5 separate regions of the Mus musculus genome follow, and regions 2, 3, 4 and 5 are each linked to region 1. A link is a contact called in public HiChIP or PLAC-seq and promoter capture Hi-C data. All regions are on one chromosome and are shown on one strand. Each heading gives the region's core, a stretch centred on a gene start, on an enhancer-like site or on the middle of the called end of the contact. The rest is flanking DNA. Distances are from core to core; before and after follow the strand shown.

What was found. Promoter capture Hi-C pulls out the DNA fragments that hold promoters and counts their contacts. HiChIP or PLAC-seq counts read pairs in DNA pulled down with a chosen protein or histone mark.
Region 2: a contact with region 1 is called in a promoter capture Hi-C map of liver, with 4 times the contacts expected there. The contact joins the promoter of 4933411K16Rik here to the promoter of Dnmbp in region 1. A contact is called at or near these places in 4 of 39 promoter capture datasets (hippocampal neurons, liver and pre-B cells).
Region 3: a promoter capture Hi-C map of liver shows a contact between it and region 1, with 2.5 times the contacts expected there. The contact joins the promoter of Oga here to the promoter of Dnmbp in region 1. A contact is called at or near these places in 2 of 39 promoter capture datasets (hippocampal neurons and liver).
Region 4: a contact with region 1 is called in a promoter capture Hi-C map of stem cell-derived epiblast-like cells, with 6 times the contacts expected there. The contact joins the promoter of Avpi1 here to the promoter of Dnmbp in region 1. A contact is called at or near these places in 4 of 39 promoter capture datasets (cranial neural crest, hippocampal neurons, liver and 1 more) and 4 of 115 datasets of contacts at active chromatin or transcription factors (embryonic stem cells, microglia and pancreatic cancer cells).
Region 5: a contact with region 1 is called in an H3K27ac HiChIP or PLAC-seq map of microglia, with 6 times the contacts expected there. The contact joins the promoter of Lzts2 here to the promoter of Dnmbp in region 1. A contact is called at or near these places in 1 of 39 promoter capture datasets (pre-B cells) and 2 of 115 datasets of contacts at active chromatin or transcription factors (microglia and pancreatic cancer cells).

The regions. Positions count from the first base shown.
Region 1 is chr19:43,937,118-43,942,135 of GRCm38.p6, forward strand. Dnmbp (dynamin binding protein) reads right to left here and starts at 3,081. Exons shown (of 16, transcript NM_028029.4): 1 at 3,000-3,081.
Region 2 is chr19:42,049,605-42,054,622 of GRCm38.p6, forward strand. 4933411K16Rik (RIKEN cDNA 4933411K16 gene) reads left to right here and starts at 2,624. Exons shown (of 1, transcript NM_025752.2): 1 at 2,624-4,024. The coding sequence starts at 2,828. The coding sequence ends at 3,742. The region is part of intron 1 of Hoga1 (4-hydroxy-2-oxoglutarate aldolase 1); the gene reads left to right.
Region 3 is chr19:45,780,655-45,785,672 of GRCm38.p6, forward strand. It overlaps Oga (O-GlcNAcase), which reads right to left and starts at 2,899. Exons shown (of 16, transcript NM_023799.4): 1 at 2,278-2,899. The coding sequence starts at 2,476.
Region 4 is chr19:42,126,457-42,131,474 of GRCm38.p6, forward strand. Avpi1 (arginine vasopressin-induced 1) reads right to left here and starts at 2,537. Exons shown (of 3, transcript NM_027106.4): 1 at 2,415-2,537.
Region 5 is chr19:45,015,568-45,020,585 of GRCm38.p6, forward strand. Lzts2 (leucine zipper, putative tumor suppressor 2) reads left to right here and starts at 2,568. Exons shown (of 5, transcript NM_001130526.1): 1 at 2,568-2,663.

The DNA.
Region 1 (5,018 bases), core at 1,831-4,330:
GCTCACACTTCCGCTCTGACTCCTACAGTAGGGCCTGGCTCATGCAAGTGCTCCGAAAAGTATTTGCTGAATGCATGAATGCATGAATGAATGAATGAATGAATGAACGAACCACTCAGCACCAGAACACAACCATCCAACTCAAACTCCTTGATCAGCATCTTATTGTGCTCTCAGGCCTCAGTAGCCACATATCTTTAGCCTACAGAAAAGACTTACAAAGCCAAAGATGAAATAATTCATTTTAGTTACCCTGTGGCTGCTTCTCTCTCTCTCTCTCTCTCTCTCTCTCTCTCTCTCTCTCTCTCTCTCTCTAAGACAAGATCTCACTATGTAACCTTGGCTGGCCTCAAACTCACAGAAATCCACCTGAGTTTAAAGAATTAAAGTCCTGAGTCACCACACACCGCACCAGGCAGTATGGCTTTCTTTTCTTTTCTTTTCTTTTCTTTTCTTTTCTTTTCTTTTCTTTTCTTTTCTTTCCTTTCCTTTCCTTTCCTTTCCTTTCCTTTCCTTTCCTTTCCTTTTCTTTCCTTTTCTTTTCTTTTCTTTTCTTTTTCTTTCTTTTTTTTTTTTTTTTTTTGGTTTTTCGAGACAGAGTTTCTCTGTAGCCCTGGCTGTCCTGGAACTCACTTTGTAGACCAGGCAGGCCTCAAACTCAGAAATCCGCAAGCGCCGGATTAAAGGCGTGCGCCACCACGCCCAGCTATGGCTTTCTTTTTAACACCAAGGATAAAGCAGCTAAGTTAGCACCCAGTATATAAAATAGTTCTTTCATGGGGGATGGGGGATTTGGGATGGGGGTGGTGTGGTTATCGCTGGGATCCTGCTCTCCAGGTGAGAAGCTATCTCATAATGAACTCCCAAAAGCAAGACTGAGTTATTTAGTCTTGAAAATTAGTTTATTGAGATGCTTTCACGGCTGGGTATAATAATAATAAAAAATTACACATTCACTGACATGGAACTTTTGAGGAGTGAATGAGTCTCAAGAGTGTTTTATTAACAACAACAACAGCAGCATTGCTTGAGAGCCTCATAGGATCCTGAAATAGTAGCAAAGTCACAGGCAATATGCTAACTGATTTGTGTTTTGTCCCATAGTCGGGGAAAAAAAAAACTGGAAAAATAAGCCAAGCTTTGTAACTGCTGGTAGGCAGCAAGCCTTTGCTTGTAAACGGTTTGAATCACTTTTAAAAGTGTGCCTTCCCACCCTGCCCAACTTAAGACTAAGCAATCTGTAGCTTAAAATACGACTCTGCATTTATTTTAGCCCTGTACAGAGCAAAGTGACCCAGAAGGCTGGGAACGGTGATGAACTTGAAGCGCTGGAAGGCAGCATGCTGAAAAAACGCTTCCTTCTAAGGCACAGGGAAAGAGCTCTGCTCTGGAAACACCGAGATAAACATTCAGAACAGAGTCTGCTCGACCCTGACCCTTCGGCAGGGGTAGAGCATCCTGTGGTACAGCAAGCTCAGTGGGGCAAGGCCCCGCCCTGCCACGTGGGTGAAGGAGGAATGTGAAGAGGGTCTCACAGGCTAAGGGGATGCTCGGAGCTCGGTGCCAGAAAAGAGGGGGTGAAGAGGTTAGGAGGCCCTACTTTGTGGGTTAAAGGACAAATAGTTCATACATATTTGAACAGCATCTATAAAGATTACTATCACGCGCCAGCCCAAACCATACACAATGTGATAAAAGTTAGCTTAAAAGTTAGCACAGTTTGAGTCAAAATGTTCTTGGCTTGTTGGAAAAACTACCTGTGACAACATGCAAGTCACTCCCATGCCAGACTTAGCACTTCCCCACTACACACCAAGATCTCTGTCTAGACAAGCCATTGGGTGACATTAACACAGAAACATGAATGACACACACACACACACAACAGGTTTCACTCATTTCAACCCAATATTATGTGAGTGGGGGAGCGGGGAGCGACAGTGAAGTTGAACATCTGCTACATAATTTGTAAAATTAACTTTGTTTTCCTAGGACTTTGTTGTCACCAGGAGGGATCGGCTTCAAATACAAATGAAAGACTTTAGCGGTGGAAGGGCCTGAGAGATCACGAGATTCAGTAGTTTAGGGGGAATGAGGCCCGATGGATACACTAACTTGAACACTACACCTCGACTATGCTTTTCCTACGACTGTTTTATAAATGCAGCCCTAACTGAGAAATCAGGTCTGCTTGCTGCAAAAATCGCCTGTTGATTAGTCAGCTCTATCAGCGGCATGTAACTCGACTAAGCACAGTGGAGTCCAAACTATGCTCCTACCAGAGAATCGGTGTCATCACTAGCTTGTCACCATTATTAATTAGGAAGTTCCACAAGGTGCTCCCAAGACTATAAAAGAAACACTGTCAGACAGGTTACAGAATTTGCCAGCCATAATCCCACATGCGACCTTGCTTTTCAAGTTGGTTTTTCAACACGACCCTGTGCCCTAAAAACACCCTTCGCAGCTCTTAATACACACCACATGCTGTCCTGTCCGGTCACCCCAACACCCCTTTATTCGAGTGACAACCATCCTCCTCTGACACAAGCATGCAATCGTCCTGGGTACCTAAAAACTCCAGTAAGCCAAAACTGCATCTCCAGCTAAATATAAATAGTCCCGGGTTATTTGGGAAACCATCGCTGCCTGGCTGTCACGAAATCCCGGCCTCTCATGCCCACCAGCTGCAGCAGTGACCAGGAGCAGGACTGGGGCTCAGTTCTTCAACTCAAAGCCAAGAGGCAGGGCGGCGCAGTGACAGCGCCCCGGCTGGACACCTCGCCCCCCGGTCCGCGCCCCGGGACGGTCCCTAGGGCTGCTGCCCCCCCCCCCCTGCACCCCCTCGGCCGTGAGTGAAGACAGCGAGGGCCTCGCGTCTCGCGGAGCGCAGCTCAGCGCGACCGAGAGCTGCGCCGCAAGCCCCGCGCGCCCCGCAGGCGACCGTCCCCGCTACCCCACCACCCCGCCACCCCACGGACGCCCGGCCCCGCACCGACCTGCTCTCTGCCGCTCGGCGTTCCCTCCGCGCACAGCCACTGGTGGCCCGGCCGGGCCGCGGTCACCTCCCCTCAGCGGCGGCGGGCGGGCGGGCCGATCCGGGTGACTCCGCGCCGCCCCGCCTCCCTTAGCGCCGCTTCCGTCCGGTGGCCCCCGGCTCCGTTTCCCGCGCTCGCGCCCCCTGGCGGCCGCCTAGCCCGTCGCTCCGCCACGTCAGGGCTCGGGCTCCCAGGGCCTTTCAGGGAAACTGAGGCACGGACTGCGTGGGGGCGTTTAGCGACACACCTCGCTCAGGCTAGGATCCAGATCCCCACGCACTCGCGCTACCGCCAACCTAGAGAACTCAAATTCTCCGCTGCGCGAATTCTCTTACTCCGAGGCGGAGGCTAGCCTTGAACCTTCCATCGTCCTTCACTCCTCCAAGTGCTGGATTACAGGGGAACACCATCAGGTTACTGCCCACTCCTCATCGATTTTTTTTTCTTTTCTCCCGAGCAAAGTCTCACAGGACAATTTTGAGAATTTAAAAGCAAGGAATCACAGAATACTAGAACCAAACGTCCCGGTTTCTGAAAAGTCCCGGAAGACTTCTGACTGTTAAAGATCGCAAGTGCGTGGAGGAGCTGGTGCAAGCGCGGGGACCGACCTAGCAGATTTGAGGAATGCAGGAATCATATATCACTATGCACACACAGCAGAGATAAGGCTTTATTTTAAAATCTCATCAGCTAGATTGTTTCTTGACTCTTCAAAAATCGTAGTAAACTAGACATAGCATAAAGTGTATCGTTTGAACCATTGTCAAGTGTGCGTGCAGTCCATCAGAGTAGGTAAATTCACATTGCTACGCATCCATCATCTTGTCCGGCACCGGGACCCCAACTTCCCAAACTGAAACTGCTCTTATCGTACAGGGACTCCACTCCCAGCGATTCCTAGTCTCTCGTGTCCTTAAGAATTCGTCTACTCTGAAGACCCTCATACATGCAATCTACAATACTTGGCCTTTTGGTGCCTGCCTTATTTTGGTTAGAATAATGCCCTAAGTTTCATCTGTGCTGTTCTATGTGTCGGAATTTCCTTCCTTTTTACTGCTAAATATACTGCGTTGTGTTTAGGCGTTTGTCCTTCACTGGGCATTCGGCGGAGTTTCCCCTTTGGCTACTGTGGCTAAGGCTAGGACCCAAATCGTACACGTATCTGCTGGACCCATTGCTTCCAGTTCTTTGGAGGCTGTACCTAGGGGTGAAACTGCTGCTCACATACATTATTCTCCTCCTTTGCTGTCTGAACACTGAAGGAAGGCATTTTTGTGGTAAAACATAAATATTCCAGATTTTTGTTTTTGAAAGAAATTGATCAAATGCTTCAGCGGCCTGTCAAACAGTAAGCTTTTCTCCCCCTTTCAAGTAAAATGACAATCTACTACCTAGATAATGGTATTATTATCTTTCTTTCTTACTTACTTTCTCTTTTGAGACAGAGTCTCCTCTCTCTTATGTGGCTTTGACTGTCCTAAACCTTGCTGTGTAGACCAGGCTGGTCTCAAACCCCCAGCGATCCATTTGCCTCTGCCTCCACCTCCAGGTGCTGGGGGAAAGGTGAGCACTGCCACACCCTGGCGCTAATGCTTGTTATTATTAACTAACCACAATTCTGTTTTCTGTGTGCATACTTTTCTATTGTGGTTTGGACCCAAGGAGTCCTTATGAAAGCCAGATGAACTGGAAGCAAAGATTTCATTTTGAAACTAAAACAACATTGGAACCGCTTAGCATAACTCAGCTCTATCTATTTTTTAAATATTTATTTATTTTTTTATCTATTTACTTACTTACTTAGTTACTGGGGTACGGGGCACTTGAGGCAGGGGTCTCATGAGGAGGTCAGAGGACAACTTCTGGGAATCAGTTCTCTTCTACCATGTGGCCTCCAGGTTTGACGGCATGTGTCTTTCTCTCTGAGCCATTTCTCCACGCCTAATTGAAGCATTTTCCTTTCACGTAAGGGTCAGTTCC
Region 2 (5,018 bases), core at 1,374-3,873, 1.9 Mb before region 1:
TGTGTCTAAAGACAGAAACAATGTACTCACATACATAATAAATACATGAATAAGTAAATAAATCCTTTAAAAAAATTAAGTAAAATAAAAGTTATAACCAAATATGGTGTGCCTAAGCCGTACTCGAGCAATGACAGTATTGATAAACTAGGAAGGGGGAATCTCATGGATTCTATCCTCAAGACAGAGACAGTTAACTACTGACTGCCAAGAGAGGGAGAATTAGCCTCTGCCAGGATGAACCTTAATTAGTTTTCCAGTGCCAAGTGGTCAGCCTTGAAGTCATGGACATATGGACTCTGCAGGTTGTATTTCTGATATGCAATGGTTATATGTATATCTGTGTCTATGTGTGTGTATGTGTATATATATATATACACATATATGTAATAATAGAGAAAAAGAGAGCCGGGCGTGGTGGCACACGCCTTTAATTCCAGCACTCGGGAGACAGAGGCAGGAGGATTTCTGAGTTCGAGGCCAGCCTGGTCTACAAAGTGAGTTCCAGGACAGCCAGGGCTATACAGAGAAACCTCATCTTAAAGCAAAAACAAAAACAAAAACAGAAAAAGAAAAAGAAAGAAAAACAACAAAATAAACCCAAAACAAAACAAAACAAAAAAAGAAAAGAAAAAGAGGCCATCTGTCTGAGGAGGAGAGAGAGGAGAGACATGGAAAAGGTTGGAGGGGAGAAATAGAAGAGGAAAGTGATGTAATTATATTTTTATTTAAGTTTTTTATTAAAAATAAAACTTTTAGCACATTATAACCAAAGGCCAGCAGGAAGAGTTGACCAGGAGGGCCAGTGGCCCTGGACTTACACCTGTCAATAGTCTCACAGGTGGACTTTGAGTTGTTATTTCCAGTGAGGTCAGTGGACAATCACAGGGCTATTTCAGCAAGGCTGGAGAGGTAAGGTCCCCAAAGCTTCTAGCTGTGCCTTATTCCTTCCCCACATAGAATCGACCAGAGTTTCTTCTCAAAGAGAAAACATTTTTGTGTATATAAAAAGCATTACTTCTTTAAAGGAAATGTTTCAAATAACATTTTTTTTGAGGCAGGTAAGAGGTTGGAACTCACTTTGTAGACTCAGCTGACTTGAACCCACAGAGATCTGTCTACCCTTGCCTTCTGAGCGCTGGGATTAAAGGTTGTGTGCCACCATGACTGGCAACAACTTTTAAAGACTATTTCCTTTTTAAGTGTGTCTAGGTGTGTGTCTGCATGTGGGCGTGGGCATGTGAATACAGGCACCAGATAAGGCCAGAGGTGTTAGATCCACTGGAACTGGAGTTACAGAGGACTGAGCTGCTGGACGAGTACTGGAAACCAAACTCAGGGCCTCTAGAAGAATAGCAAGTGCTCTGGACCTAGCTTTCCAGCCTCTCAGATACCACAACTTTTTTTTTTTTTCCAGCCAGGGGGTAGTGCAGAGTTAGGTGGATATGAGTTTGAGGCTAGCCTGGTCTACAGAGTTAGTTCCAGGACAACCAAGGTCACATAGAGAACCCTATCTAGAAAAACAACAAAAAATATATTTATGTTCATGAGCTCTCTGCATGTCAGAAGATGACATCAGATCCCATATTAGATAAATTGTGAGCTGCCATGTAGTTGCTGGGAATTGAACTTAAGACCTCTGTAAGTGTTCTTAACTGTCTAGTATTTTTTTTTTTCTAGCTACAAACAACACAGCTTCTCCAATGCCAACATTTGGCATTTTTTTCTTTCTTTCTCTCAGATAAATAAACTGTAGCTGTTTTCAGACACACCAGAAGAGGGCATCCGAACTCATTACAGATGGTTGTGAGGCACCATGTGGTTGCTGGGATTTGAACTCAGGACCTTCAGAATAGCAGTCCGTGCTCTTAACCGCTGAGCCATCTCTCCAGCCCCCATTTGGCATTCTCTAAGTGTGCTACTTGCCTTGAGGGAAACAGTAGCACAGGCCTGCTTCTAGCCCCATATACATAGGAGTTACTCAAGATTGAGCAGGCTAGCCAGGCTCAAAACTTTGTCATGTTTATCAGGGGGCAAATTCTGTATCTGCTGGCTATTATTCAGGCAAGATGTAGCTTAATTACCCTGGGATGGCCCTGCAGTCAGTCCTACCTGCTCTGCTTTCTCAGCCTATTCTTTGTTCTCAATTGTGACCTCACATTGTTCCATATGAGCCCCTTCCCGGACCCTTTCCCTTCTGGACTCTTCCCTGTAATAGAGCTAGGGATATTGTGCTGACAGCAGAGATGGGTCGTGGGTATTGAGTACAACACTTATTGACCAGGGATGGATATCAGTCTAATTGAGTGGTCCCAGTTTTTCATGGCCAAACTGACTCAGTATCCTCTATCCTGTGGCGGCCACTAGATCAGGAACAGGAACAAGGGAAACCGAAGACTGGAAATTAAGCAGAACAGAAGAGCAGAGAGCCTTGGAAGTGGGAGGCAGAAGAGTTAAATGATGCTATCTTTCTTTCTATGGAGAAAAGGAGACAAGACCTGATCCTTACAGGAAGCTTGCCAGACTAGGTCTGAGTGATGAGGTGGCCTTGCCTCACCCCACCCCCAGCTGCCTTCCTCACAATGGGGCTCATTGCTGAGGTGTCAGAGGGCATCCTAGGGAGGGCGAGGCAGGGGCCTGCTTGCCAGATACCTGCAGGGCTCCGGTCCCTTCAAGCATGAACCTTACCATCTGGGCTCCAGCACTCCCACTGTGCTCTTAGTTCTCTGTGAGGCCTAGGGCCCTGGAGGACTTCTTGGGGTTCCTCCAGCAACCATCATGCAGGGTGGTGCTGGGGACCGCTCTCTTGCTCGGAGGTGGAGGCCTCATGCTGTGGGCTCACAGGAAGAAAAGGAAGGCAGCCACTGAGACTACAGAAGACAAGCCTCTGGAATCCCACCGAGCAAATGACAGCTGGATCAAATCTCACTTCAGCCGCCTATCCGAGGAGAGGTTGCCCACCTACCGCTATGTCAGCAACAATGGCCACTCACCTGAAAGCAGGCATGGGGAAGTCAATACCACCCTCCACGTGGATACCCTCACCACCAAACACGGAGAAAGGGGCGCGGCTCTGCACCGAGATTCGTTTGCCAGCAAACAGAAGATATCTGGAAGCTCAATGACCAAAGAGATGCAGAGGGAGTCAGGGAAGTCCCCGTCCATGGAGGATGACACCTGGGCTGCTGTGGCAGCTTGTACGAAGGAGATTGATGCCAAGGGGCATCGCGTGGCTAACTCCATGCTGCAGCGCTCCACAACTCACCGTCGTAAAGGCCATGCAGAATCCAGGAACATCAGCCCAGAAGAGCTGAAGGCTCTGGAGGAGGTGGAGATAAAACTGAAAGGGAATTTCCTAACTCACCATGAAACTGGAGTAGCTGGGGCCAACCAATCGCACACAGTCTATAGCCAGAGTCGCCATAGTAACCAAAGCCACCATTCCTATCCAAGCCACCAGAGCAACCAGAGTCATCCCGTTTACTCCAGCTACCAGGGTCATCATCCAAGTCACTTGAGCCCCCAGAGTTATCCAAGTTACTCAAGTCACCAGAGTCATCCGGGCCACTCCAACCACCAGGGTCATTCAGGCCTCTCAAGCCACCAGACTCATCTGGGCCACTCCAACCACCAGGGTCATCCAGGTCACTCGAGTCACCAGAGTCACCAGGGTCAGCCAGGTCACCCAAGCCACCAGAGCCATAATCTGCCCAACCGCAGAAACCCAATCTATGGCTCTTGAAACCATGTGTCCCTGCCCCCCACAGGGCTGGCTCTCATACATAGGCCTGTTTTCTCTTCTATGGGGAAACCTACGCGGTCAGGGTAAGAGACTGCCAACCAAATTCCTGCTGCTTCTGGCCCCAGCAGAGGTCATGAGGGAAGGAGGAAAGGACGCAGCTTCAACAGCCCAAAGGCCCTGATGACCCACGAGAGAAGACAGGAGGCAGATTACAGGAGCAACCACAAGCCCCACACTGACTCCACATGCCTGAATGGAGCCAATAAAGCCCTGCACACCCTCACTCTGTGTCCAGGGGCTCTGTAGTCAACTGACATCTGGGCAGGGTTGGAAGAGAGGGTATGTCCCCAGCAGTGCTGCAAGTGGGCCTTGTCTGGGGCCCTTTCCATTGCATCAGACTTAGCATCAGAACAGCCTCCCCTGGTCTGGGTTAGGGTACTGCCAGAGACCCCAATCCAATCTGCCTACTGTTGCCAAGAAGTAGGATATAGCCAGATGCTTGGGAAGAGGAACCAGGGACAGGCTTTCAGACAGGTGGGACTTTAGGCCCCATCCTCTTGGTGCCATCTCAAGTTTCTAGAGTCCACAGAGATCCATGTGTCCACAGCTGGAAAGCTGTATGAGACATAGCTGGGTCATGTCGCCATTGCTTGACTTGTGACTGTGGCTACTATAGATGCTGCCAATATTAAGACTACTTACGGTTACCACTCACGATTTTGTTTTTGAAACTGTGTGGCTCAGTCTGTCTTGGAACTCATTGTGTAAACCAGGCCGGTCTTGAATTCACAAAGATATGCCTGGCTCTGCCTCCTGAGTGCCCTGCTGTGCTTCTTTTAAGTAGATGCGTTGTGTTAAGCCACAGCCATGGGGATGTCTTCTCTGTCATAAACAAGGTTCCTGAGGTTCAGAGATAGAACTACTCCTGGATGACTTAGTGAGATTTTTAGATCCATCTTGCCCCACAGTCCCACAGTCTCCTGACCTCTGCTCAGAGATTGTCTCCCTGTCCTCTTCTGTCCTGCCTCTCAGCCTATCCGTGACATCCCTCCACACCCTGCCACTTCTGCCCGCCCACAAAAGCCTGGCATTCTTCCAGTGTCTGCCTCCTGGGCCTCAAGGAGTAAGAAGTGACCCTCTACTCCCACATCAAGCAGCCACTTCTGCAATTCTTTGGACAGGTCCCCGAGTCACTGCTGACCTCCAAGTAAATCTTTGGCATAGATTTGAATCTGTTACACATTTGCCAGGGAGGTTACCAGTCGGTGGGCCTTAG
Region 3 (5,018 bases), core at 1,649-4,148, 1.8 Mb after region 1:
TGCACCCCCAAAAGAATGACAACTAAACATCATCAAAGTGCAGCCACACTCTCTAGTTTCTCTTCTTCTTTTTCCGTTGAGACAATGTTTCTCTCTGTGCAGCCCTGGCAGCACTGGAACGTGCTCTGTAGACCACACTGGCCTCAAAAACCCTCGAATATCTATCTGATTCTGCCTCTGTTTCAGAGCACTAAGATCAAGGGTGTAAGCCACATCCAATGAGAGCTGTTTTAATATACTTTAAAGAGATTCACGTTTAGTACTACCAAGAGAAGGCACAGTAAGCTACCTCCTTTCACTTGTTGCTAAAACAAGATCTTACTTTGTTACCAGGGCTGGCCTCCCAACCCTAGATTACAGACTGTCAACAACATGGCTAGTTCTGAATTCTCTGTATCCCTCAGAGTTCTCTTCCTATCCTTCCCCATCCTAGGATCTGAGACAATACAATAAAGACTCTTGTATGGCAAGATGGCCTCAAACTAAATGCCAGTTTGGGACACAAAGTGAATTCCATGACACACTGGGATAGTGTGGGGAAATTTAAAACAAAAAGCAACAGCAAAAGCTTACACCTAAAGTAGGATGGTGGTCTGCAATCTCGGCCACTCCAAGGGCAGGAAGATAACAAGTTTAAGGTCGTTCTGTGCTTCAGCTCCTGATCACCTAGGCTACAGGAGACCTGCCCACAAATAGGACTTCCATCTTTTCTCATTTACAGAAGATTGCCGAGCCGAACAACAGGTAGTCAGGAAGATCTTAGCACTCTGTATAACCCGTTTCAGACCCATGGTTTCTGTCAGAAATAAAACTGTGATGATGTCTTTAAAAAAAAAAAATTCCACTTTTTTCCCCCTAAAAATGTCTGTACTCCAGCAAGCCCAGTATGTATAACGCACAAAGCACTCATGTTTTCATAAATCTGGGCTCCAGGAACAACGGTGCTCCCCCAAATTTTGCCCTGCTGTTCCATGTCTTCCTGCCAAGAATATTCTCCCTCCAATTAACCTTTCTCAACTACCAGACCTACGACCTCGGTCTTCCATGACAGTGGAAAAGCTGGAGCTCTCAACCAGGAGGCCAACCTAACTTTATCCCTTTTGGCTTGAGTATTAGTCTTTAAAATGTTTTGGTTTGTTTTTTTAAAAAAAACAAGATTTTATTTAATATACAAGTTCACGGTGGCTGTCTTCAGATACACCAGAAGAGGGCATCGAATCTCATTACAGATGGTCGTGAGCCACCATGGATGTGGTTGCTGGGAATTGAACTCAGGACCTCCGGAAGAGCTCTTAATCGCTGAGCCATCTCTTCAGTCCTGAGTACTAGTTTTTATATTCCCCAGTAATAATAATAATAATAATAGAGAAAGAAACTAGAAAACGTTGAGTTTGCCACTAAAAACAAAACAAAAATCAAACAAACAAAAAAATCCATAAGAAAACTCAAATTACGGAGTGCTTAGGGAAGAACTAAGCTTTCCTGAGCTCGGTATCCACCCATTCTATTTCAGAAATTGTAATTAAGATCTTCCGGCATCTTCCCTTACTATCAAAACGCCCTCGTCCTTTTCAACTGTAAATGAGAAGACAGAAATTAAGACTTTCACTGAATTCTAACTCCACATAACAGATGCTCTGAGATATGATATACTGGTATTTACACACACTCCCAAGTCAAAAAAACAGCAATTGTTAAAGGATGATACTTTTCTGGGCTACAAGTGAGTCTTAAGAGGTGAAGGAGGCTTACAGGCTAACAAAAATAAATAAATAAAAATAAAAACAAAACAATTTCCTAAGCCTGAAGGAATCTGTAATATAATAAGCTGACTGCGCTCCTTCACGGGTAAAAACGTGCCTGTGAGGGCTGATTTTTTTTCCCCTTACAAGGATAGGGGCGGGGGATGGGAGCGCTGCACAAATTTCAACTGAAAGCAGGCATCTCTGCGGACTAAGATCCCAAGGTACAAAGAAGTGAAGCCCACAGCCGGACCACAGGCTCCTTCCTTGCCACCGCCTCCTCCTCCGACAAATCTGTGTGGCTCTAAGCCAGAGGAGGGTGGGGTCAGGCTCCTCCATAGCCCGGAGTCGCCGAAGCCGTGACATAGCGGAGGGTAAAGAAGTGTGCCCACCGTCTGTCTCCTCCCCGTAACCCCGTGTGAGCAATGACGGACGCCTCCCGTCCTGGGGGCGGGGAACTGCGGGAAAAGTCACCAGCACGCCCCTCCCGGGGACGGAGGCTGAACACCTACGCGGGACTGGAAGGCCAACTCACCTTCCACGACACCGCACAGGAACCTGCGGGCCCCTCCGGCCGCCCCGACCACGGCCGCAGCCCCGGCTCCCGATGGGTTATCTTCTCCGGGGGCGGGAGCTACCGACTGCTCCAACGAAGCCCCCGAGGCGGCGGCAGGGTTGGCGTTGCGCTCGCTCTCCCGCTCCTCCAGCGCCGCCTGGCTCTCCTTCTGCACCATCCTCCTGCCGCCGGCCACCGCTCCCCTTCGGCCTCGGTCCGTTGGGCCAAAGGCCCGGAGCCCTGCAAAGGGGCCGCGGCTCCGAACGCGCGCCTCCGGGGCTCCTTCCCCTCCCCCTCCGCCCTTCCCCCTTCCTCTCGGCGGGGGCCCGGAGTGCCCGGATGAGAAGGGCGGCGGCACCGGCTCGAGCCCTTTGTCAGCCGCTGCCTCGCCCCGCGCTGGGAGCCGGGAGCCTAAGCGGAGGGCGAGGCAGCCGCCGCGTCTCCACGGAAGGAGGACCGAGGAGGCGCCTTCGCTCGTCCTCCACGCCCGCCGCCCTCCGGACAGCCCGGCGTCTCCGGCTCTCTTCCCCCACCGGAGTCCCTAAGCAGCTCCTGCCGCTGCCTCTGCCGCCCGCTTCCTGTTTATCCGCACTGCGCCTGCGCTACAGACCGGCTCAGACCGGTCCCCAGCCCGGCTCCCCCGCCTTTCCTTGGGATAAGCCCATTGCGCTTTATTTGCTAGGGGAGAAAAAGGACAAAGGGCGCCGTGAACACCGCGGAGGTGTGCGGCGGTGGGACGTACCATTTTGGCTCGCCACCCTCCGGGATGAGCGCCACACTCTGGGTCGGACCATTACCCCACCCGGAGGAGGGGAACATGGGAGAATGCGGCCGGCCGGGGAGTTTGGGAGGAAGGGGGGGGGGGGGGGCGGAAAGGAGGTGTTTACCCTCTCAATGCGCAGGCGCCGGGACGATACTTCTAGTTCTTAAAGTGGTAGGAGACACTGACCTACTTTGGAGATTGTTGTACCAGTTTGGCTCATCGGGGCTGCCTGACCCACGTCTGCTTCTGTGAAGACACCATGCCAAGGAGCTCAGCTCACGCCTCTGTCCTGACTCATTGTTTCTTCTATCCTGTCTTCGGAGTTAACCGTGTTTTAAATTGAGCAGTCAACTGTTTTATTGAGTTTGCCTCATCCTGGGCTGTTGGGACCATTATGACCTCATAATATGGTTAAAACCTGCTGTTACGTCTCTGCCTGATTGAGCCCTACGTTTGTTTTGGGAGAGGCTGTGGTATGAAATTCACCAGACTACGTATGGAGAAGAAAGACTGCATTCCAAGCACAGGGAAAACAAACGTCTAATAAAAGTAGAAGAGAGTGGAAGGCGAGTTTGTTATGGCGATGGAGAGTGTGCGGTGTGCGTAAGGGACATGACCCTTTTAGCCTTAGCATCAGCATTTCCAAGGAAACCCTGCCTCTAAGGGCTTGCCTCCTGTACTCTAAGGGCTTGCCTCAGAGTACACTTGACATTTTGGTTCCTTAAGGGATCTGCCAGCCAGGCGATGGTGGCGCACCTTTAATCCCAGCGCTTGGGAGGCAGAGGCAGGCGGATTTCTGAGTTCCAGGCCAGCCTGGTCTACAAAGTGAGTTCCAGGATAGCCAGGGCTATACAGAGAAACCCTGTCTCAAAAAGACTAAAAAAAAAAAAAAAAAAAAAAAATCTGCCCTGTTTGGGAACAAACCTCTCATGTTCAATGTTAAGAAAGTAGTCAAACTATTGCATATGCCAGAAAGATTTTGCTGAAGGAACCCTGTTATAGCTGTCTCTTGTATGAGGCTATGCCAGTGCCTGGCAAATACAGAAGTGGATGCTTACAGTCTATAAAATGGAACACAGGGCCCCCAATGGAGAAGCTAGAGAAAGCACCCAAGGAGCTGAAGGGGTCTGCAACCCTATAGGTGGAACAACAATATGAACTAACCAGTACCCCCAGAGCGCGTGTCTCTAGCTGCATATGTAGCAGAAGATGGCCTAGTCGGCCATCACTGGGAATAGAGGCCCCTTGGTATTGCAAACTTTATATGCCCCAGTACAGGGGAATGCCAGGGCCAAAAAGCAGGAGTGGGTGTGTAGGGGAGCAGGGCAGAGGGAGGGTATAGGGAACTTTCGGGATAGCATTTGAAATGTATATAAAGAAAATATCTAACAAATAAAAAAAAAGAAAGAAAGTTAAAAAATAAAAAGTAGTCTTTTTTTTTTTTAATACTTCGTCGCAGTAGCCCACCTTGTAGCTCCAGGGACGTTGCAGGGGTGCACATTACAGGCGAGAACTTCCTTGCCAGGTTTATGCAGTGTTGGGTATCCAACCCAGGGCCTTGTACGTGTTATACAAACACTCCAGGGATTTGGTGGCCTTATTTATTTTGTGTGGGTTCACAGGCCGTAGCCCATTTGGACATGGCCCAGAGGACAACTTGAGGAAGTCAGTTGTCTTCCCTTTGTGGATCCTGGAGATCAAACTCAGGTTGTCAGGCTCAAGCTGTGGGAGCCCCTTTATTGCCAGCCCCATCCAAGACTTTTTTGTTTTAATGTGTGGGGGGGGGGGCAGCAGAAGAGGCAGTGGCCAGCCACTGAAGGTGTTTGTTGGGAACAGAACTCAGGTCCTTTGGAAGAGAGCAGTACCTTCTCTCTTCCCTTCCAGCCTTCCATGCAGGTGCCCTGACCAGTTCTTTCCGTAGTTAGAGGGAACACTGAGTAATTTCATACTCTTTGCT
Region 4 (5,018 bases), core at 1,287-3,786, 1.8 Mb before region 1:
GGCTTGTGACTCACTCAGCATTCTAGCCCTGCCACTCAGTAGCTGACAGGCTTCAGGAATACCCATCATCTCTGGGCTCTGGGCTCTGATTCTGGTATTCTGGGCTCTGATTCTGTCTGCTGCTCTAGAGGAGATGCTGATGGTCTCCATGGTCTCCGAGGGCTTGCACTGGTGTTGAGTCATCAATGTGTGACAAGGACAGACCTATGTTGAAGGATAGCACTGCTTGCCCGCTCCTTGTGGGCTGGGAGCTGCATGCGTGGACAGGTCTCACTAATTAGCTTCCAGAAAACGCCTCAACTAGTAGTTAGCCTTCTCCTCCCTACCCCAAGCCTCCCTAAGACCAGATACTGATTTGCTACAGTGGGTGGAGGGGTCAGTATCTGGCAGGAGCACAACACGGCTAAGTGGTCAAGCCCTAGGTAGCCTCTTAGGCTGGCCTGGGGTGGTAGAAGAAAGGGTGATGCCCTTTTTTCACAATCAGCAATCTCGTGTTCTCTGTAGAGGCTGGCAGACCAAGGATCAACCAGCAGCTGTTTGGAAGGAGGAAATGGCTGCCCACTTTGTTCCAACAACCTCTAAGGGACTGTAGGGCTTTGACTGGCCAGCCCCCAGTGAGCTAAGTACACCCAAGCAAGAAATACCGGGCAGTCTAGTGTCTAGCACTCAACCACACACCCTCTCAACCCTGGGAAGCCTTGGCCCCCGGAGATTTTGAAGCCCTTTGCTAGTGGGAGCCTCACCCTGGGAGTAAGACAACGGAGTGAAGGTAGGATTCCAGGTAGGGCAAGATGGTAAACATTGGGAAAACTGAAGTGGGGGTGGGAACACTTTGTCAGGAGACACTTCCTGTCTCATTCAGTAGGTTCAATCATTAATTTCTTCCTAATCGCCTGGACAAGACCTTACGCCAAGAAGCTCAGTGTATACTTGAACAATGGTACATTTTAAAACTGAAAAGCAAAAGCATGGGGCCGTTAAGATTACAGACAGAGCTTTCCTTCTAGAGCCGACATAGAAGATAAGCTCGGATCCGTGCACAGACCAAGCAAGTAAGGACTTGTCGCAAAACACTACAAATGGACCCTAGAGCGTCAGAATGAACCCCCAGAGTAAATACTGAGGATGGCAAAGTTCAACATCTTTTGAATTGGGCATTAAAGGAAGGACATACTATAGAGCTCTTAACTCGACGCTTCTCTGCCTTGGAAGTGAAGAAAGAAACTGGGCCCCTACTCCAGACCCATTTTCAGGCATGACTTGAAAAATGAACTAACAGAGCAAGGAAAAGATCCTTTTGAAAGAATTCAAAACCCCTAAGGTGGCAGTGACGCTGACCACTGAGTGACCTTGGACAAGTCACTTTTCCTTTGCTTTGTTCATCAATCAAAATAGTGAGAGGGAAAATCCTCACTGGGTACAGAGATGAAATATGAATGACCATCCTAGTACCTGGCCTACTGTGGACACTCAACATTGTACATTGGTTGAATGAAAAATGATGCGAAGAGAAAGCTATTAACAAGACTATATAGAACCATGGCCGTGGTTAATTTAGCACTGACGTACAAACTACTCAGAGGGCTTCAAAGACAGGCTCATCTGTGCACTTTTAAAACCATGGCTACATAGAAGGAAGCTTGCTGCGTCAAGCAAGAAGAGCACTTTTGAGGACCTTTTGGTCCTCCTGTCAGGTGGCATCCTAATCCCCTGTTAGCGGGCACTATTGTTAAACACATTTTCCAGATGAAAAAGCTGACCTCTTGAAGTGGTGACTTGCTCAACTCCACAAGGCTGGTAGGTGATCTTAGGCTATTAACCAGGTGGTCAGACCTGGGCGCCTTACCAGTGTTACTTTCATTCTTTCCAGGTGGCTGAGAAGGTGGTCAAAAGAAACGTGGGGGCAGAAGGTTCTGAAACCTCTAAGACCGTGCCATCTTCGTCTGGGGGTTTTGGAGGTCGCCACTGATTCGCAGACAGGATTCCCACGCCAGCCTCTTCGCTGGACTTAGAGCAAGCGGAGCTAGAGTAGAGCCCTCTGGGAAGTTAGATCGGTGTCGGGTCAACCTATTGCCAGTTCCAGGAGACCCCAATCGGGATCCGGCGGCCAAGACGCCTACTGTAACCTCTCTCGGGCTTTGGGAAAAGGGCGAGCGCAGCTCTGGGCTCCTGCCCTGAAAGTGATCACAAAGGCCAAGCGGAGGTGACTGGCTGGCTAAGAGATTGAGAGAGGATATCTTGGCCGAAGTTACAGGACGACATCCCCACCACAGTGAGCCCCAGGGCTCAAAGGTGGCGACTGACAGAGAGAAGCCCCTAAGTGGATCTAGGATGTGAGACCCAGCGGATTCCCAGCTGCGACCGTCGGCCCGCGCGCTCCCACGCACAGCTGAGCCGGACCGTGGCCTACCTACCTGGTTGCCTTAGCTGCCCGAGGCAGGCGGAACGCAGCCGGGAGCCTGGCCGGGCCACCTGGATCACGGCCACAGTTCCTCAGAGAAAGTGCTCCGAGCCCCTTCAACAGCCAATCCTCGGTCACAGCCTTAGAGCGAGAAGCCGAGCCAACTTCGCCAAATCGAACGCGGAGCCTTCGCGGACCAATCAGCTGCTGCAGGGGGGAGGGGCGTGCCTTATCCCTCCCTTTTCCCGTGCCCGCCTCCAAACCCAGTGCGGAGATTCCTTGAGTCCAATCATCTAGGGAGTATCGGCGAGGGGCGTGTCCTCCGGGTCCTCCCCATCCTCCCAGCTCACCTGCCCTCCCCACGCCTGGAGGCGCCCCCTTGATTGACGTCAGTCCCAGGGGCGGGCTCTGCTTTGCGGGCACGCAGGCGGGGCGGGGTCGCATTCCTGACACGGGGTGCGGCTGGAGACCGCGGGCCCTGCAGGGTACACGTGACAAGTGCCCCTTTTCTCTGGGTCGAGTCCAACGCACGTGGCGTAGGGTTTCACTGTTAAGATCCTCATAACCTACAGTTCCTAAAACTCCCTTCACCTCCCGGGCCTCCTGGGCCTGCATTCAGAATGATTTACAAATCTTGTAGCGACTGTGCCAGTTTGGTTACCTAAGGAGAACTTAACAGCTCTTTGGACATCTTTCACTGAGACCCTTTCCAGTTCAGTTTCCTTGACGGGCTGTAAGAGAACTGCAACCCTTACCTTGAGGTAGTTAACAGCCTAGCGACAGAGGCTAACACTGAACCACCACTTGGTATGTGACTACAATCATGATCACATGAAGTTGAAAGAAGGTAAAGAGGAAGGAAGCATCTTTGAGAGGTCCTGGAAGCCACAAGAAGGAGCATAACCAGTAAAGAAAGGAGCTAACGTTTTTAGAACGAGGAAGAATGGGCCTGGGCAGAATAAAGGAAGAGAGGGAAGAAAGCACGCTGGAGCCAGGACGGCTTTTCTCCAGAGGGATAAAATAAGGCCTGGAGATCCGCTATAAATAGCAAGGTAGCCATGGTGGGAGGATGTAGGTAGGCAGTGACGTTTGCATTTGCCCCTCTGAGGCTCTATAAGCAAGGAAATAGAGTGATTTGTACTTATGAATAGGCATTCTGCGGTCTTTACAAGTCTTTACAGAGTGACTATAATGTGGTCAGCCCTTTACAAGGGTTAATTTATTCCCCACCACCAACAACAACAACCGTGGCGTGGCACTAAATTTGCATTTTCAGAAGGTCTCACCAGTTCCAAGGAAGCCGGGTTGGAAAGGACAAATGACTGCAGGGGATCTGTGAGGCTCTTTTTTAGTTCTTCACTGCTGTGAGCATGCTGAGAAAATGCTCCGTCCCTGAGCTACTGTGTGCCACTTCTTGTCTGTCTATCTGTCCGGCTGCCTTTCTGTTTCACTGAGATGGGTTTTACTTTGTAGTTCAGACTGGCCTGGAATTTCCATCCTCCTGGCTCAGCCTCTTGAGTGCTGGCATAATAGAGCTGTACCACCAGGTCCAGCTGTCAACCTGGAGGGATGTTGATTTCCTTCATCCGGGGCTTGTGCTCCTGTCCAGAAATGTCCGGAGGGATGCCTGTCTGGGCAGCAGGTGCAAGCAGAAAGTTTTCCTGACTTCCCTCACGTCAAAGCTGACCTTCTAAGTTTAGTTTCTCTTCTATAAAACTCCCAGGTAGGGAGGAGATGAAGGGGGCTGGAGGGAAGGCTCAGTGGTTAAGGAGCACTTAACCAGCACCCACAGGGCAGCTCACAAGCTTCTGTAACTCCAGCTTCAGAGGATCTGATGCCCCTCTCTGTCTCTGAGGGTACCAAGCACACACCCGGTGCATATATACTCAAGCAAAAAATACACGTAAAGAGAAACTTCAAAATGTTCCATCAGCTTCGTGGGATTCTTTTTGCAGGGTAAAGGGGAATTTTTTATTCTTCCTCATCCTGGTGACTAGTTCCTCCTTGTCCCTCTGCACAGCACCACACGACAAAAGAATATGTCTCAAAGGGTTTGTTTACTTTTTTTTTAAGTCCTGGGGAAATGAAGAGAGAATGATAGACAAAAGATATCCAAGTGCAAGATCTCGCAAGAGAAATTAGCAATGTTTGTTCCTTCTAAGTGCTGCTTGGAAGTGCCAGGCTGAGGAGAGACCGCAGGCTCTTAAACCGGAAGGCTGTGCTTCTCAGACTCTCAGCATATCCATATTTAAGGACCTGGGGGTTCTGATGCCACCTGCTCAGATGGATACCCCATGCTGGAATTGGGACTTGGGACCTCTGGGTCAGATGTGACTAAGGCTGGGTGGAGACAGTTTTGCAGGCTCCTGCTGGTGCTCGCCACACAATGGGGCTGTTTCCTTCCCCACAGCTTTATGATTCAGTGTTTCTGATGAGCAGGCAGGGCACTCCCCTCAGGCATGGGCGCCATAAGAAACCTTGCCAGAAATGGGGATATTTGAGAATCTCGCAACAGTGCAGGAAACCAACCGTAACTACCAACACAAGGGACCCTGATTGTTTGTTTTGAGCCAGCGTCTCTTTCTGTAGCTCAGACAGGCCTCAAATTCCAGATTCT
Region 5 (5,018 bases), core at 1,318-3,817, 1.1 Mb after region 1:
AAGGACAAACACAGCGAGGTACCCTAGCTGTCCCAATGGCAGTACCACTAGCTCGCGCGACTCCCCACCCCACCCTGCGACCTGGACGCTGAGTTTTTCTGCCCAAGGCTGAGTGAGAGAAAGGGGACGCCCTGAGACTATCGGCGGGGGCGGGCGGGGTTTGTCGCACCAGGCGGTTCCTGCTTCCCAGCCGGCTGCCTGCAGGTGAAGACCAAGACGTAAACAGGCGTTGAGCACGTGATTGCTTCGCAGCCGGGTGGGTAGTGCTCCCCAACTCCTGTCTAGGCAGGGACACCCCTCTCATCTACCTCTCCGCTGGTCCTAGCATGTTTGTTTCGCCCTGTATGGAGCTTTATTCCACACTTCACCTGGAATGATGATAAATCCTCTCACCCAGAATGGGAGCTCAACGCCCCTGGGGGCCTGGGTGACCCGGAGACCTGGAGAGGGTTGGGGCTAACTTGGGCTCCTTGCCTTGGAGCTCACTAGCACGTTCTTGGAACCCGTATCCTTGAAAGGTATCCGAAAGGACCTTGATGGCCCCAGACAGCTGCCCCGGTCTCATACAGCTCTGTCTTTACGTCCTCTTCCTACCGCCACCTCCACCCCTTGCAGGACTGGGCACAAATAGCCCACTCAAGCGAGAAGAGTCTCCCCTCACCCCTCCTCAAAGGGAACGCACCAAGAGTAAATATATCCTTAAACCTAAGGGGAGTGTGTCTCCTCTAGGTGGAAGAAAGATCAGAGTCCCCTCTCTGAAAGTGAAAGAGGGGGCTGCAGCCTCTTCCCCCTCCGGCCCCCATCCTTCATTCCCCCCACCCCTCACCCGGCCACATGCTGAGCCCAGCTGCTGCCTGAGCTTCTGGGCTGGAGGCCAGAAAGGGGAGGAGGTTCTCGGTGCCCCAGGAGGCAGGGATCAGGGCAAGGCCAGAGGAGGGGGTTTCTGTTAGGGAGAGGGGTTCGGTATGTTCTTGTGAAGCTGAGGGGCTGGAGTGAGCCTGAGGGTGGCTAGGCTGTGTTTTCCTTTCCAGGGAAAAAGAAAGAAAAACAACCCTTTCCATGGAGCTAAAAATAGAGCTGAGAGCCGGCCAGGCTGTGGCCTGGAAGGGGGGGGGGTGCTTCTTCCTGGGGCTGAGCCCAGCTCTGGCAGACCTTGGGGGGGGGGGCGGGGGGGATCGGGGAAGGGAGGATGGCCTTGCCAGAACATGTGAGGTCGGCTGACCTGAGCAGGTCACAGAGACCCCTCAGGGAAAGTGGGTAGTTTGTGAATATGATGTAAGAAGTTTCCAGAGTGGCTGAATCCGGCTGTCATTGCGTGGAAGAGGGTTGGGAGGCTGAGTGTATTTAAAGAATGTGACTGGATGCAAAGGACTGTTGTGCACTCTCCCGTGCACGAAACACCAAGCCTTCTGTGAGTTGGCCTGAAGGATTATGGAATGAAGATCTATGGAGCCACGTGATGGATGAGACTGACTGTGGCTGCCCGAGACTGAATGTGGGAAAGGTCGTGTGGGTGTTAAGACTGTTGTTTTCGAGAGGGTAAAAATATTTGTGACCCCAAGAGAGACTTTGGGATGTCTGCTGCGGAGCCAGTGTAGGTTTGAGCTGTTCGTTCTTGAGATTATTGGGGGTCAGGTATCCCTCCCACCCCCTTTGAGCAGCGACCCTTCTCATAGCAAATGACCCCCGAGGTTCGGCTAGGGAGGCTGGAGCCATGCCAGGGACAAGCCTGGGCTCGCGGCCCGAGGGTGCTGTGCTGGAAAGGGAGTGGGATTGGTGGGGGTCTTGGGGGGGGGGGGCTGGTAAGTTGCTGGAAAGGGCCACCAGGTGGCGCCGATTTGGAAAATCCAAGCGTGTGACCTCCAGCCTGCTGGGGGTGGGACAGACAGCGACCGAGCCAGTCCCTCAACTTGTGCCCAGGAGCCGGCAACTGGAGAGGGATGGCTGACCCCCTCGGCCTCCCCATGGACCGGGAAGCTGGAGACTGAGGAGGGAAGCTTCTCCTAGAGGAGCGGAGGGGGAGGGGCGGGGCTGGCGCCGCGCCTTGGCTCTTTGTGCTGGAACAATGACCAGCTGCCGCTGGCCCTTGGGCTCCGGCAGGGATAGGCGATGGTGACCCGGCTCGATGAGTCTCGAGCCGGCCGAGCCTCCTAACACACACACACACACACACACACACACACACACACACACACACACACAGAGTCGCTAGGCCACTCTGGGAGGAATCCCGAGCGCTACCGAGCACACACACACACCACACTTAACACACACACACACACACACACACACACACACACACACACACACACACACACACACACACACACAACACACACACACACACACAGTTGCTAGGCCACTCTGGGAGGAATCCCGAGCGCCGCCGAGCAGCCCCCGCGTGCGCCCTGGCTGGCACGCGTGACGTGGGTTACTTGCGCGTGTCCGCTCCCCGGGGCGGGAACGCCCCTCGGACCCCTCCCCCCATCAGTGCGCACCGCCCACTCGGGCCGGGCGGGGGCCGGTCAGGGCCGGGGGCGCCGGCTGGGCGGAGGCGGGGCCGAGCCGGGCAGCTCCGAGTGGCCGCGCGCGGGCTGGAGCGGGCGGCGCGCCTGTGGAGTGCTGGGGCGGCCCGGGGCTGAGCATGGAGCAGCGCGGCGGAGGTGAGGGGTCCAGGGCTGAGGGTGCCCCAACTTCTAAGCGATGCGGTCCGGTGGGGAGGTGGCATTCCATAGACGCCCCCAGTTTATGGAAGGAGCGGACTATTGTGGGTGGCGGGGGGGGGGGTGGGGGGACACGACGACTCTGGGCTTTCAGTCTCGGAATGGCAACTCGTGATCCCAGACTGGATCCTGCTTGACTGGTCTCTGGAGTTTGAGTGTGTGTGTTTGGGGGGACTTTCCCCAACTCTCCAACCCCAGCCCTGAGGTCAGAGAGTTGGGACGTGGGCCAGACTCATCTCAGGCCCTGGCGCGGCCCCAGACTCTAGAACCCCCAGCTTACTTGCTGGGGTGGGGGCGCAGGGGTCTGTGTACCATAGTGATAGGTCAGGGAGTGCTGGGGAGAACCAGGGCTTTCTTTTTCCCACAGCTACAAACGCATTTCTCAAAATGGAGCCGCTTGCCCCTCCTTCTCTCTTGGGCCTCAAAAGCGGGAGCCAGGCTGGCTAGGCCTGGCTTTCCTGACGCCTGGCCCTCAGAGCTCAGCTCTGTGGCTCCTCTGGCTTTAGGGGTCCTTGCCTGTGTAGCTTCAGCGACCCTAACTCATGGGTCTGCCTCTGGCTCCTCGTGTCTGAGCCTCTTGGCCTTTGTCTCTTCTGTCTTCTGGCTCCTGTCTCTCTGAGTGTCTACCCCGGCCCTTGCCCTTCCTTCTGGGTCTCACTTTCTGTGTCCTCTGGAGTAGGGACAGGAGTGCCAGCCCCTTCTCACTCCTCACTATACTGTGGAGCAGTCTCCATCCCTAGGCTGGACCTTTTGGGGGCGATCTCAGTACCTACCCTACAGAGAAGTTGCTACACTTCAGTTCCTACCCTAGCTCTTAGCAACTCCTTCCTCACGCTGGACTCCTGTGAGTCTCTGGTCTTAACACTTAGAGGCACTTAGTGGAGAACAATATACAAAGATAAGATGGGGCAAGGGCGTCAGGCACTGTGATCTCACCTTTCCTCAAACTCTTAAGTTAAAAAAAAGTTTTAGGGAGGAGGAGTCCCCATTCACATTGGTGGCTTTGAATGTCACCCAGGTCCTCATGCACTCCCAGAACGCTCACTTATACAGATTGGTCCTGGGGAGCTTTCACACACTTTTCTTGTGTACAGTAGGAATCCATGTAACTGTCCCAGGAGAACTGCAGGCGTCCTGTAGAGATTTGTGTGTCTCAGTCTATGAGAGACTTGACTCAATGGACCCAAAGAAAGGAGGATTTTCCCTAGAATTTCATGCTAGGAGAAGAAGCAGAATGGCTTACTGAGGATAGGTGACTGGAAGATTTAGTGGTATTTACACAAACCTCACATATGTGTGCACAAACTGGTATATCTATCCAAACATTTCTCTTTTTGCCATATAGTGACATCCAGAGCCCACAGATTCATTTGTTTTATACACATTAATAACTGTGTGGTGTGCTTTCTAAGTTACGAAACTCATAACTTTGTAAAACATAAGAATTCACACATACAGCCTGGTGGTGGTAACACACACGCCTTTAATTCCAGCCCTCAGAAGGCAGTAAGAGGTGGATCTCTGAATTCAAGGCCAGCCTGCTCTACAGAGCAAGTTCCAGGGCAGCCAGGGCTACACAGAGAAACCCTGTCTTGGAAAAACAAACAAACAAAAAACAAACAAAACAGCAAAAAAGAATTCACAGTGGGCAGTGGTGGCGCACACCTTTAATCCCAGCACTTTAGAAGCAGAGGCAGAAGCAGGCCGATTTCTGATTTCAGGGCCAGCCTGGTCTACAGAGTGAGTTCCAGGATAGCCAGGGCTATACAGAGAGAACCTGTCTCGAAAAACCAAAACCAAAACCAAAAACAAAAAAAACCACACATACAGCTCGGCATATTTGCACAAGGTTAGAATCCCAGCTCTCTGAGGCAGGAGGATCTGAGTTTGAGGCCCACCTATGGTACATAGCACAACCCTGTTTGGTTTTGTCATGTCCCCTACATCACACACACACATATACACACATGTATGAACGTACTGACATCTGTCTAAACCCACATGGACTGCACAGTTTCATGCATATTCTCACAGATACTGTTCATTTTTTTATGACCCTGTCTATGTACTCACACCCACAAGTAAATGTACACACACACACACATACACACACACACACATACACACACACACACATTCTTCTTTCTCATGGATCCTCAGTCCACTTTTTGGCCCCTTTGCTCTGTGATGACTTCAGCAGATGCCTAAGTCTTGGTCATCGGCAGCCTTGGGACTGGGCGGGAGTTCCGTTCTGGGTGCAGGCTTGCTGTTCTTTCCAGGAAGGAGTAAGACTAG